Linked DNA regions of Mus musculus: all the other regions are linked to region 2. A link is a contact called in public HiChIP or PLAC-seq and promoter capture Hi-C data. All regions are on one chromosome and are shown on one strand. The core of a region is the stretch at or near the end of the contact, and the rest is flanking DNA. Distances in the headings are between cores, read along the strand shown.

Region 1 (2,700 bases), core at 145-2,644, 2.9 Mb after region 2:
TGCCGAGGTTACAATCTCATTCATCAGGAGTTCCTGACGAGCAGTCTCGGCTGCCAACTTTCACTCAAGGCAAACCTTATCTGGCAATAACTTATACTTTACATGGTTATTAGGTTAAGGAAGTAGGCACTTTTTTGCTGTTCTTCCATTTAAAAAAAGAAAATCTGCCCATAAACCTGGTCACAAAAATACTAAAGAAATGTACAGCTAGGTGTGGTGGTGCATGCCTGTAATCCCAGCACTTGTGAAGTCACACCAGTAGGATCTGAAGTTAAAGTTCAAGGTTTAGCCTCTGCTCCAAATCCACATGGGTGACAGCCTAGACTACAAGGCACTCTGTCTAAAAAAACTAATGTCGAGGAAATGTGATGTGTGACTGTATGACTCGATTTCAGAATTTTGAGACCGTATTCAATAAGCAGTTCAACACACTCAGACAGCTGTTTGCTCGGGCTCAGAGACAAGCTTCGCTCCCCATACCTTACTGTCCTTGAAAGTCAATTGCTTCAATTGCTCCAGTTCTTCCCTGTGTTTTTGCTCCATTTCTCTTTCCAATTTAGCAACATCTTCCGTGAGCTGCTTCCTCCTCTTTTTGTCGTTTTTGGGAACAGCGTTCTTCATTCCCTGAATTTTGGCTAAAAAAAGTCATCAAAACAGCCGTGTCAGAGCCCCCGGACCAAAAAGCGAAAAGCAGTTAAGAGGGTGGGAAGAGGTACAATTATAGAATGTAAAGTAATTATAGAAGCAATTAATCATGACACAACAATCAGCTACGGAGAAAGGTCCGGATGAGGCTTGCGACCCAACGTAAACACAATCTCGAATTTGTTTGGTTTGACAGGGCAAAACCAAGGTTAAAAAACTATACTAAGGTAAAACTTCTGCCTTTTAAATATCTTTCTCTGTGACCGACAAGCCAAGGAGAAGCAATTCAGACCACACCACTAAGGCCAGGCGTCGGGATCGGGGGCAGGAATGGGAAGGGAGGAAGAGGAGGTCCAAGACTTTGGTCTCCAGGCACATCACTCAGCAGCAGCACGTGCACCGGACCCGCTAGGGGTCCACGGCAGGTCGCACACGGGGACATCTCCGGGGACTGCAAATAAGGGGGTCGAGGGAATGGGGAAAGCTGGAGAAGACTGATCAAAAGTTATCTGAGGGAAAGCCTAGACGGATCCAGGACGTGTGCCCGTCCAGGTACCAGAGGACACACTCCACGCTCCCAGCCTTGGGTGTGGACGCCTCTTACATTCCCAGCCCCTTTCCCGTCACCTTGCAGCTCCTTCTTCTCCTTCCGATGCCTTCTCACCAGCTGCTCCTCATCATCGAGCTCTTCAGCCACGACCTCCTCCATGACGACCAGGCGGCCCGGCACCCGCGCTGAAGGAGATCCGCACCTCAGGAGGGCCAGCACCTCCCACTCCTCAACCCTCACCCGGGGCGCCATTGGCCGCCGGGAAGGCCCAGCCCCGCCTCAAGGCGGCTCCGGATCCAGGTCTAACCACTGAAACCGGGAGACGCCGACATGGGCTAGGGCGCCTGCGCGCTCGGACCGCTCTGGGCGGCGCGCCGGAAGCTGGGATTGTGCGATTAAGGACGCGCCCGGCGCTGGAGCAACCGCAGCACAAAGCTACGCGCCAGGCGATTGGCCCTGACGGGGCGCACGGAGATGACATCACGGACGTTCTTTCGCACAGCTTTCAATTTGTGCTTTAGAACGCTCCGTAGTTGTCCTCTTTGCCAAAACATGTTGAAAAGATTTTTTTTTTAATTTTAATAAAAGCGTGGTTTGTTTTCAATGAGGATCTTTACGTTATATTAGTCATACACTAGGGAATGGTTTGTTTTTTGTTTTTTTACAATGTGGTAAAAGGGGAAACGCTAAGTAAGGAATGCCTACTCTTGAAATAAGTGATGAAAGAGATAAAAAAGGACTAAGCTTAGTAAAGTCCATTTGCTAAATTCAGTTGTAAAACGATTAACAGTGATGTCAGGGTGTTTTGAAGATTTGAGGCAAGATTTAACAAATGTAACTCGTGTGCCACAAAAACAAATTAGCAAAGGCAAACAAGAATGCTCACGGAATGGTGGCAGGAGTGGAAGACTCAGAGTGTTGGTCCAGTAAAATTTAAAAAAAAAAAAAAATCTCTATTTAGGGCTGATTGTGGTTGTGTAGGCCTTTAATCCCAGCACTTAGGAGGCAGGCAGGCAGATCTCTGTGAGTTTGAGGCCAGCCTGTCTACATAGGGAGTTCCAGGATGTCCAGAGAGTTACATAGGTGAGACCCTGTCTCAAAAGTCGATAGACAGGGGCTGGCGAGATGGCTCAGTGGATAAGAGCGCCAACTGCTCTTCTGAAGGTCCCGAGTTCAAATCCTAGCAACCACATGGTGGCTCACAACCATCCATAGCGAAATATGATGCCCTCTTCTGGAGTGTCTGAAGACAGCTACAATGTACTTTCATATAATAAATAAATAGATCTTAAAAAAAATAGATAGACAAACATATTCTTTTTTATATATAAATGCCTGAGACAGAACAAAACAAATGAAGTTGAAATAATATTTCTGGAAATAATTGAAAACTTATTTCCAGAGATGAATAATGAACTGCACCTACAACTGTATAAACCTGTAAGGGGTTGTATTAGTCAGGGTTCTCTAGAGTCACAGAACCTATGGAAAGTCTCTATATAGCA
Region 2 (2,700 bases), core at 32-2,531:
AATTTTTCAGCATTTTCTGGAAACGCCTAGCCATTTCACAGCTCAAGTTCAGTGTCTACAAGAATGAAGAAAAGCCATTATCCTTAAAACACAAAGAACCAAACCAGCACTTGTTTGGTCAGTTTCGTGTGTCCCAGAATATCACACTTAAGCTATCAAAAAATAAAAATAAAAATAAAATCTGGTCCAGAGCGCCTTTGTCTCCTTTTCCTTATCTCACCCTTTAATTCCATGAGGACCCCTAGAGCCATCCATTCATACACAAAATCAGTCACCATCCTTCCCTGGGTACCCAACACAGGTAGTTATGTGAATACCTACCAATTCGTCTGGGCCCGGGACACACACACATTCTCCTGTCATCACAACACGGAGCCGACAACATCCACAACCCGCGCGGACAGCAGCAGCGACAGCAGCAGCGGCCCATTGAAAGCAAAGCAGAGATGCTCATTAGAGGAGGCGGCGGCGGGGAGGCGGGAGCGGAGGAGGGGCGAGGTCTCGCAGCAGCCCAGTGAATGGGCTGGGAGGGGAGGAGAGAATGGAGGGGGGAGAAAGGGGAGGGGAGAAGAAGAAACCAAACAAACCCACCCGGCAGGCGAGGCGGCATCACAGCCCCCGGCGGGCAACTCCAGGAGCCCGGACAGGCGCACCGCCGCCGCTCCATGCAGCCAGCGCACCGAGCCCACAAGCACTCAGCATCTTCAGGCCCGCCCGGCCCCACGCCGCGCCCGCTTCCGCAGAGCTCCAGGCACAGCCCGCCGTGGGCAGCCGGCTCCGCCACGCGGGGCCAAGCGTGTCAGCGGGGAGCCGAGGCAGACACGCCCGGGCCACAGCGGGCGCCCCGCGCGCTGACAGCCGGGTGCCGCCCGGGACCCGCGGCAGCTCCTCGCGACCGAGGCTCCGCGCGCACCCGGCCCTCCACCCGCGGCCGCTCCCCACGCGCGCCCTCCACTTCACCGCCCTGACGCCCCCTCACGACTCGGCAGCGGTGGACGAGGATACCAACCGGGCACAGTCGAGCACCCGCTGCGGTCTGCCCCGGGTGGCGGCCGCACCCCTCCGTGCGCGTCCTTCCCTCACTCAGCACCACGCAGCACCCCGGCGCGCTGCAGCTCGGCCCAGGCCAGCCCACTCCGCGCCCCTGCCTCGCCCGGCCTCCACCCTGCCCCGCCCCCACAGGCGCTCTTGAGCTCTTCGCCTTCTGATTGGCTGCGCAATGGCGGGTGGGCGGGACCCGGAGGGCCAGAGGGGCGGGGGGCGGAAGAGGGCGCGCTCCCCGCCAGTTTTGTGACGTCACGGAGGTCAGACAATCCCTTCCATTTGGCGCGGCTAGCCTATTGGTTCCACGCGTGCGCGCGCCCCGTGACCACGCCCTGTTGCTGGTGAAGGTGGGTTTGCGCGTGCCGCGAGGTGGACAGCCTTGGTTGGGTTGCGTTTGGACTCCCAGATGGGGAAGCGCCTGGGCGGGATCCAGCATCCCTGAGCGCGTGGCGCTTTGGTAGCCAGTTGCTTCCTGGCGGGCGGGCTTTCGCGAATGCCTGGCACTTCTGCTGGGCCCCGCGTGCTGCTCTGGGCTGGCCTGAGAGCCAAGCCTCCTCTGCACTGGGCTGCCCCAGGTAGACCGCGGGAACAACACAATTGAGGCGTGGCAGAGCGTCTCGGCGGTGTCTCGCTTCATTCATTCAAGATCAAGTTGCTGATTTTAGGGTTATTAGGTCGGATTGATAGTCAATTATTTTTATGTCTCCGGGCTAGGAAGCTGTAAACAAAAGCAAAAGGAAGTTTGATGAAGGAATTCTTATCTTTGTAGATAAGAATAACACGAGTGCTCTTGTTCTTGGAAGGACTTTGAAATCAGCATTCCCTCCTTGGTCCCTGACTCATTCAGAGTTATGAATTTTAAAATGCAGCCAGTGAAAGTGGGAAGAGCACTGAACTTGGAGTCAGAAGAGCCTTTCAAGTTATTCCCAGTGACAAAAATCCATCTTCCTCCCATGAGACTCAGTTTGCCTATCTGTGGGGTGAGGTTAGGCTTAAGATGTGCTAAACAACACACTAAGGGTTCTTGCTGCCATCTGCGGTTGTCTCTTTATGGGACAGTGCCTTCTTCACTTACCTACATCCACATAGATGCCATCTTCATGACATGAAACTTTCTTGGGAGAAGCTATGCTTCTGCCCAGTGTTAATGAGTTTACGTTGATTTATTCTACACCTTATTAACTAATAAAGTTTACAAAGTAATTTGGACTAGATAGATGAACTCCCAAGTTTACTGTGAAATTTTATTAATCCTGAAGTATTTAAATTTTTATGTAATAAAGGAAAAACCTTATATAACCAAACCTGCAATTCATAATTCCCCAAATCTTTCAAGCTGCCTCTATTTCTAAACTGGAGAATTTGCTCATCCCCAGAAGAGGCTTACGGGCAGAGATGATTGGTGAGGGGGAAAATATAGGTACCTTTCCCCAACCAAGAACAAACAAGCCAAGATCCCCATCAGTCCCCTGCCTTCCCCTCTTGGAGAAGAGATACATTTATCCTCTCCTAACAACAATCAAGATTAGCCATTTCTACTTAGAGACAGTCCCAATATATCTGATGCAAGGGTTTAGTTTGGTGTGTACACAGTAAGGCAAGAGTGTATCCTCAGCGTTTTAGGGAGAATGCCATATTCCCGGACTTTGCCTATGC
Region 3 (2,700 bases), core at 86-2,585, 2.9 Mb after region 2:
GTCTTCAGAGAGCAACTTGAGGATCCTAAATGTGATTTGAGTAGTTTCGAATGTCTGCTGTTTATACGGACTGAAATGTAAGGGGCAACTCCCAATCTCCGGTACAGCTATTTCACTGTGGGACTTTTCAGCCACCTTGAGCATGGAGACCACACCCTAGATACTTGGGGACACCTGGAAGGTGAGTAAATAATTCTTCCGAAGTCACTCAGAAGAACCTCAGCAGGAAAGCTATTATTCTGATTGCATTTTTATTTGGATGTGTTCTAAACTTTGGTTTGTTTCTGTTGTTTTTTTAAAAAATGTAAATCGCATTGGAATCAAATGACAAAACATCAAAAAAGGGTAACAAAAATGTAAATAGAAAATAAGACAATAAGTCTGTTGAGTATTTAAAAACATTTATTAAAAAAACTGTGTGTGTGAGTGTGTGTGTTGATGTAGGCCTGATGAAGGTATTGGATTCCTTTTACTAGAGTTACAGGTGGTTTGTGAGCCACGAAATGTGGGTGCTGAGAACTGGCTTTTGTGACCTAAGCAAGATCAGTGAGCACCTTAATCAGTGTGCTAGCTCTTCAGTACAATGACCTTTTTTTAAAAAAAGAAAAATCTTTTGTAGGAAAAAGGTTTAATTTTTACATTATACAAAAAAGCCCCATTATTCTACAAAAACTAAAATGACAGTCTATTTTGTAAAACGGAAGTTGTAAAAGTTAACACTTATGCTTAAAGTGCCAAAAATCAAATGTCAGCACTCTTATTCCTAAAAAAAAAAATCAAGGAAAAGAGGAAAGCCTAATGCGCAGGCACCAACATTTCTCAGACAACAGATTCTCAGCTATGGTTCATAACAAAGAAGAAACCTCTCCGAAGAAAATGATAACCCAAGAAATAAGTTTTCTTCACCCAGCTGCAAAGTTTACCAGACAAGTTAGACTCTCCTACTTCCTGGAGGAGCTGAACTTGATTGCTCTGGTTTTGCCCGTAATCCAGTACAGGCCTTTCAGTGCCTCTCAAAGCTGCTCTTTATCCTCGGTTCCCTTAGTTTAAAAGATTCCTCACCCTCTCTTTCCCTTTGCCCCTCCTCTTGCTTACTTGATCTCTTCCCCTCCCCCACTTCCTAATCAGTCCTCCCGTCTCCCCTTTTCTCAGACTGGCTGGCTTTCCCTCCACACTTCTTCCCTCCCTCCTCCTTCTCCTCCTCCTCCTCCTCCTCCTCCCGGGCTCTTTCTTTCCTCTCCAGTCCCCTCCCCCAGCATGCCTCCCGGCGTGCTTCCCTTCCCCCGGCCTCGCGGTCCCGCACCCTCCCCTCCCCCGCCTCCTGCCTTGTGACACATCCTGGGCCCTCCCGGAGGCCGTAGCGGCGGCGCGGCGGCATTGCTGGCCACCACCTCCTCCCTAGCCGCAGCCCAGCTCAACCCGCGGCCCGCCGCGCTGTCGCTGCAGTCATGGCTGCTGACGGGGTGGACGAACGTTCGCCTCTGCTGTCAGCATCCCATTCGGGAAATGTCACTCCCACAGCCCCGCCGTACTTGCAGGAAAGCAGCCCCAGAGGTAAGGCCGGCATAGACCTTTCTGCTTCTCGCAGAAACGTCTGGAAGGATGGAAGGATGAATGCCGGGGAGCTCTAGCGCGGAGGCGGAGGAGAGCTTCTCCCTTGGGCTGGGGGAAAAGGATGCCTTCCCAGGCTCTGCCTGCCTACCCGAAAGCCTGTCTGCAGGGCTTCGCTGCTGCTGCTTGTGGTGTGGAGTGTGTGCTTGAACACTTCCTTCCCAGCTTCAGGATCGGACATGAATTTTCCCAAGCTCCGAGCTGCTGTTTCCAAAGCAGCCCCTAAGTGCAGCTGGGCGGTGGTGCAGATCCTTCAGTCATTCACAAGTGCTTTCGGTTGCTGAAAAACACGGGGCACTGCTCACCCTGGCATCTGCCCTTGAGAGGACTTCAGCAGGAAACATCTTAGTCCCTTACACTCGGCCCCGGAGTGCAAGCAGGGAACTGCCTAACCAGAAGCAACAGAGTTTATCCCTAATATGTCCGAAATTCCTAAGCTACGGGCATTGCTGCCTGTAAGGAGTGTGTTTCATAGCTTCAGTGGTGAATGAAGAGCCTTCCGTTAGGAAGGAGGAATTTTTTAAATGCATGTCTGGGTGAGGTTGAAATTAACTTCTAAAAAGTTCCCCAAGTTTATACCGTATATATTTTTAGTTTTGTTTTTCAGTGTAGAATTAAAAAGGGATTTGGAGAAATGGTGTGGTGAAGGAGAAGTCTCTTTACCAAAGGATTCGATTTATTCAAGCACTGTCTTTGTTCAAAGTCTTTGGGAGTGTTTACTACGGTAGTCTGGAAGGCAAGCCTTACAGAGATCATTAAATATGGCACGTGCAAGCGTACCTTACTTCATCTTGCTCTTTTGGCTGGATGTGAATGAAGTTTAAAACCCAAGGAGGCCAAAGTTAATAGTGTTTTGGGAATATAAGCAGGTCACGTGTCTTGTAACACAACTTCTAAGTTCATGTCTGAAATGGGGCAGGGGGGGGCGCGGGGGGGGGCGGGAAACACTACAACAGGTTGAAGTTGTCTGGCATTTAACATTTCTTTTTAACATTTTATAACTTGAAAATCAACATTCTGGGTCTCAATCTATAAACAGAAGCAGAACAAAGGAAAACTGTGGTTAGCTGGGAGTAATTCAGAGTGATT

What was found. Promoter capture Hi-C pulls out the DNA fragments that hold promoters and counts their contacts. HiChIP or PLAC-seq counts read pairs in DNA pulled down with a chosen protein or histone mark.
Region 1: a contact with region 2 is called in a promoter capture Hi-C map of pre-B cells. The contact joins the promoter of Otud6b here to the promoter of 1700123M08Rik in region 2. A contact is called at or near these places in 9 of 39 promoter capture datasets (3T3-L1-derived adipocytes, cranial neural crest, hematopoietic stem and progenitor cells and 5 more), 3 of 484 Hi-C or Micro-C datasets (B cells, CD4 T cells and CD8 T cells), 2 of 115 datasets of contacts at active chromatin or transcription factors (astrocytes and large pre-B cells) and 2 of 9 other capture datasets (adipose tissue and liver).
Region 3: an H3K27ac HiChIP or PLAC-seq map of embryonic stem cells shows a contact between it and region 2, with 7 times the contacts expected there. The contact joins the promoter of Pip4p2 here to the promoter of 1700123M08Rik in region 2. A contact is called at or near these places in 8 of 39 promoter capture datasets (the 3T3-L1 cell line, cranial neural crest, embryonic stem cells and 4 more), 1 of 484 Hi-C or Micro-C datasets (B cells), 6 of 115 datasets of contacts at active chromatin or transcription factors (astrocytes, embryonic forebrain, embryonic stem cells and 3 more) and 1 of 9 other capture datasets (adipose tissue).

What each region holds. Positions count from the first base shown.
Region 1 is chr4:14,825,019-14,827,718 of GRCm38.p6, forward strand. Otud6b (OTU domain containing 6B) reads right to left here and starts at 1,395. Exons shown (of 7, transcript NM_152812.4): 1 at 1,273-1,395; 2 at 481-635. The coding sequence starts at 1,354.
Region 2 is chr4:11,965,293-11,967,992 of GRCm38.p6, forward strand. It overlaps 1700123M08Rik (RIKEN cDNA 1700123M08 gene), which reads left to right and starts at 1,282. Exons shown (of 5, transcript NR_040577.1): 1 at 1,282-1,391. Pdp1 (pyruvate dehyrogenase phosphatase catalytic subunit 1) reads right to left here and starts at 1,158. Exons shown (of 3, transcript NM_001098230.1): 1 at 1,010-1,158; 2 at 322-356. The coding sequence starts at 352.
Region 3 is chr4:14,862,884-14,865,583 of GRCm38.p6, forward strand. It overlaps Pip4p2 (phosphatidylinositol-4,5-bisphosphate 4-phosphatase 2), which reads left to right and starts at 1,336. Exons shown (of 7, transcript NM_028264.4): 1 at 1,336-1,554. The coding sequence starts at 1,449.